2 separate regions of the Triticum aestivum genome follow, and region 2 is linked to region 1. A link is a contact called in public Hi-C data. All regions are on one chromosome and are shown on one strand. Each heading gives the region's core, a stretch centred on a gene start, on an enhancer-like site or on the middle of the called end of the contact. The rest is flanking DNA. Distances are from core to core; before and after follow the strand shown.

The links. A called contact is a pair of places that touch in the nucleus more often than the background predicts.
Region 2: a contact with region 1 is called in a Hi-C map of leaf, with 7 times the contacts expected there. The contact joins the promoter of LOC123190169 here to the promoter of LOC123190168 in region 1. A contact is called at or near these places in 2 of 5 Hi-C or Micro-C datasets (both in leaf).

What each region holds. Positions count from the first base shown.
Region 1 is chr2A:679,492,347-679,495,089 of IWGSC CS RefSeq v2.1, forward strand. It overlaps LOC123190168 (protein argonaute 2), which reads right to left and starts at 1,277. Exons shown (of 3, transcript XM_044602763.1): 1 at 641-1,277. The coding sequence starts at 1,169.
Region 2 is chr2A:679,754,158-679,756,857 of IWGSC CS RefSeq v2.1, forward strand. It overlaps LOC123190169, which reads right to left and starts at 1,261. Exons shown (of 5, transcript XM_044602764.1): 1 at 801-1,261. The coding sequence starts at 1,049.

The DNA.
Region 1 (2,743 bases), core at 27-2,526:
AACAAATAACTCTCATGTGGAAACAGTGGAATAAAAATTGCAAATGATTCAAAATTAGTAATTTATGTGTGTGCCTAAACAAGGCATTGCCACAAATTCCTCTCGCTTGTTTTGCATAACACGATAGTAACAATCTAATCATCCTAAAATTAAATGCTTCCTCCAGATACAAACTTGATATAATCACTAACAGGTAGGAGTATGAGCCAAGATCTAGTGGAGATTATCATACAGATAGATCTCATCTATAATTATTTGTTCAATCCATACCGAACTCAAAATTATATGAAACCTAAGCTAACTCGAGGAAGATGATATTACGATATAATCACACAATGCTACGATGGTACGAAAATTAATCTAGCATCTCAAGGACGAAGAATAGTGCACAAATCTGCAAGGGCCGAACAAAATAGATCGCACCCCCATCATTCTAGTCAACGATGAGAAGTTCCCTGCTATACCATCGACACAGAGGCGATAAGGAACGCCTTGATCAATCGCACAAACAAGTGGAACCATACCGTATAGACTCAATTCACCGTCACAAATCCCTAGATTACTTGACAAACCGTCAAGGTATTGAACATTGCTTAGGAACAGAGTATGCTAAGTTAAGCAGGACAGGGGAAGTGCTTACCGACGGATCCAGATGAGCGCCCCGCCTCCTCGGACTCAACCCTCCTCGCCGCAGACGCTGGCGCCGGCGCCCTCACCGGAACGTATTCCCCGGGTCCTCCGGCGGGCCCTCTCCCAGGCTGCGCCCACGCGTTCCCACCACGCCCACCGCCGGGGCCGTACCCACGCCCACCGCCGCCAGGACCACGCCCTCCCGGCCCGCCTCCGCCGTAGTCGCCTCCGCGGCCCTCGCCGCCTCCCTGAGGACCATAGCCTCGTCCGCGGCCCTCGCCGCCCCCGCGAGGAGCGTACCCTCCGCCGCGAGGCGCGTAGCCGCCCCCGCGGCCCTCCATGCCCCCTTGGGGCGCGTAGCCTCCGCCTCCTCCGTATCCTCCACCGCTTCCCTGAGCGCCCCGGCCTTGACCGCCTCCTCCGTAGCCTCCGCCGCCTCCTTGAGGCCCGTACCCACCGGGCGCCCCGCCACGCCCGCCGACGCCGCCGCGAGATCTCCCGCGGCCGCGGCCAGCGCCGCCGCCTTGCTCGTAATCCATCCCCACGCTAAACCCTAACGGCGAGACAGTCTCTAGATCAAATGGCTAAGGAAAGTTTTGGATCAAAATTTTCTCTGATGCTTCGGCTCGAAGCAGAGGAATGGCAGTTCCCCGTTGGAGCGGTTTATACTAGGAGGGGAGTCGTGGGGTTCGTGAGCGCGAGAGCCGGGGCGGGCAGTTCCAATTCTACCCCCTGACGGTTTCGTGGATAAGGAGTTGGAGCGGGTAAAGCCGGCGGTGTGCGCAGGGGTATAACGGGAAACATCAGTCAATGCAAGTCAGGCCGGCGCGTGCCACGAAGCTGCCGGGCGACGCGTGGGGTCGTGGTCTCGGTCGTCTGCCTTTTTTCTTTTTCTTTCCGCTTATTAGATCTCGCTTTTGCAGTTCAGTGCCTACGCTTTGTGGCCAAATTTCGTGTTTTGACCTTTTTGTCAAAAATAAGCGAGATCTGACCCATATTCGAAATCTTTTGGAATTTGACCCTTTTATCTACCGCCAATGATCAAGGCGATAGGCAAATGCAGGCTACCACCACAGGGAGAGAGCGGCGGTAGCCCACTCATCCACGTCAGCCTCAAGTAGACGGAACAGTATCCTGCCCCCCCCCCTACCACCAGAGCCCACGGCGGTAGGCTATGTAACCCTACCGCTGTAGACTCTGGCGGTAGGTGCTGAAACCTTATAAGCCCGCGAGGCCGGCTCGTGGGGCCCGCCCACCAACCAGCCCCCATCTTCTTCTCCTCAGCCGCGCGACGCCGCAAGAACAGAGAGCACAAGCTCTCTCTAGTCCCCTCCACTCCCCCCCTCCGATCTTCTTTGTTTTGCCACCATTTTTGCGGATCGAGATGGCTCCGAAACGGGAAAAGTAAGCTCTCTCAATCCCTCCAATTAGTTCTACTCGAAACGCTTTCGATTCGATGCATTATTTGGTGCAAATAAACCCTATTTTCTTACTTTGTGTCTATCCTAGGATTGCTTAGGTTGATTCTATATGATGTATATGGTTGAATATGAACTCTAATAACTAGTTGTGGAAATTATATGTAGTTTTGATATGAACCCTAGTTCATCACGAAGGTAGTTGGAGATTAAAATTATTTTTGAACAAATGGTCATATGATTGATGTTGGAGGGATTGTAAGTAGTTGCCTACATATGATTGAATTATGTATATGCATTTTTTTGAACAAATGGTCATATGATGGATTTTGGTGAATAGTGTATATGCAATTTTCTTATAAATATTGAATAAACAAGTGCATGAGTGATGGTGGAATGTTGTTGAATGAATTATGTTGGTTGAATATGATTCATTTACATTGATCATTTATATTGGTTGAACATATGATAAATAATGAATGTTGGTTGAATATGATTCATTTATATTTGGACTTTGATATGTTCATGTTTGTTCAAAAGGATACAAGTTGGTTGAAAATGACATCATTTCCAATTGTTATCGGCGCCCCCCCCCCTGCGCCAGAAATCGGCGTGAAGTACACCATGCTTGATCATGCTTTCGACAATGGTCACCGCGTCCGTTTTATGGAGAACGGAATGGTAATGTCTATCGT
Region 2 (2,700 bases), core at 11-2,510, 260 kb after region 1:
AACTTGGTTTTTACCCCTCCAAAATCTAAATGGTTCTCAATCCCCTTTTATAATTAGAGAATCTGATAAGTAGATGGAAAGATGCTTCAGAATACATGAGGTGATAGAGTTGGGGTTCAGTTAGAATGCCACATGATCCAATACTCACTACGTCGTGAATTACATGTCACGCAAATGATAAAATTGACTTTATCTAAAACTAAAATACATGTAGATACATCCATTTCCATGTCAAGTAATTCCAGACAGAGGGAGCAGATGATAACGTTTGGTTGGATGGAGCATATCAAACGGCTAATATTTAAAGTTATTGGCACGCTGTTTGGTTGGATGGAGCATATCAAACGGCTAATATTTAAAGTTATTGGCACGCTATATGGCGGTATAGACATAGTAGATGTGTCGAATATATGCATACGTGTAGAGCTGACCAGATTCTCTTTACAGCCATTTGGAATCCCAGTTGAGTATATGAAACCACGTGCCCTTCTGCATCATTCTAGAGGCATGAAGCGTGTCCACAAAGCAGAGTACTACTTGTACATTATACTACTTATGCTTTTATGTGCTAGTATAATAGCACGTCACTACACATCCAGAACTTCCTAGACATACTGAATGAAACTGGACGACGGATAACAGTGTTGGCTACACATCGAGTGGACACTTTCACCAAGGAAAGTTATGTCCAGCTACAGGTCTTATATATATTGCAAAACAAAACCATTAGGAAACTCAAAGTCTTGAACGGTGAGGATGATACACGTTAACATACGGAGGGGAGTTCTACTTTTACATACCTCGGAGTAGATGTGGTCCGCCTGCGCCGACGACCCCCTGGCCGGCAGCCCGATGGCGGCGCCGATGTCCGCGACGGCGGGCTGGAGCTCCCTCAGCGACAGCCTCCCGTCGCCGTCGGCGTCAAGGTGCCGGAACTTGTTCTCCACGAACTTGGCGAACGCCCCCTCGTTCTCCACCAGCTCGCGGATGTCCGACCCGTCCAGCACCTGCGCGTTCTTCCTCCTCGCTTGCTGCTGGCCGCTCTGCATCGTGTCAACCTCCTCCTTTTATATCACGATGAGAAGATGAAGAAGCTCCAAGTTGCAGCAATGGCGGCAGGTCCCTCGTGAGCACGACGCTGATGGGTGTGTCTCAGGATTAAGGTGGTCACAGGCTAAAGTAAAACTACTAGTACTTGTTTCTAGCCTTTTGCGTGTGAGACTGTGAGTGACGATGGCGGCGGATCGGCTTGCCCTGTAGTTGGTTGGTCTTGTATTTTATAGGCCCGTGATGCCTGACTAGCTCGGGTTGTTGGACGGATAAGAGGGTTGTGCAACGTCGCCCGATGGGAATGAAAGGCGGGGGGCACGTGTGAGGACGCGCGGCGACACATGGCGGCGTGTACCCTTTTTTTATGCTTTTGCCGTCGCTTCTGGCTGGTCGGTGCTTGTCCTCTACGACTTGCGTACCTTTAAAAAAGAGAAATGATTGCGAGTGAAGTGTATCATATGTTCTTGAACTATTTCATAAACGTCACGTATGTTCTTGCACCACGAAATTTATTATTCAGGTTTTCAAAATGCAATATGCATGTTATTCGGTCTCCCAACTATTCTAAAGATGCCACATAGGTCCTTAAACTATTTTGAAGGTGTCACATATACACACACTTGATACACTTCAATGATTTTGGAAGACCTAGATGACACTTTGCACAGTTTGAAGACCTGCATGACATCTTTAAAATAATTCGAGGACTTAGGATGCACTTCGAAATAGTTTTTTTTTCTTTTTTCTTAGAGAAATAGGGAGTTTATGAGAGTGGCGTTTTGGCACATTGGAGCGCGCGCTCTTGGTTTTTCAAATATGTTTTAAACATATTTTAAAATATTAAAATATTCAAACAAAAACTTGGCGCGTATGATATTGTACATGCTCACAAGTCGTTTTGTGAGAAACCGACAACTTATGTACCGCGTGTGAAAAGGACAAAATCCAGTGTTAAAAAATGTTTTCACGAGACATTCTTTTGTCTTTTTTACACAAGGCATAAAAAATGTCGGCTTCTTCGAAACTTGACGTGCACACATATAATGTCGAGTTGTACGTGCCAAATTTTTATTTGAAATATTTTTTCCGCGTGCAGGAGCGCGCGCTCTTGGGAGCACCAACGAATTCCCGGGAATTTATTCTTTAGGTAATAGGGTTAGAGAGTTCCTTGATATAAGGTGGACCTATTTGAAGCCAAGCAGCAGTACGTGATTTAATATAACTATAATTAGCCAGGCAATCTGCTATCCTATTTTGATATCCAGTGAGCTTTTAAGGAATAAACTTCGGTCCTTCTTCAAAGAATCCGACTGAACAAGTACTGGTTGCTTTGTATGCTGATAGACCTAAGGCCATACCTTGCATCATACTTCCTCACGTTCCTAAATACTTGTTTTTCTATGCATTTCAATAAGTGACTACATACGAAGCAAAATGAGTGAATTTACACTCTAAAATATGTCTACATACATAGTATGTAGTAGTCTTGCCTAGAAAAACAAATATTTAGGAACGGAGGGAGTACTATGTATTTTTGCTTTCAGTGCATTGTTACAATTGAATGTAACTCGATATGCCGCAGAGATCGCAGTCACATTTTCTCTTCCTAATATCATACCTGCTGCCGCCATCACTTGATGAAAAACGACT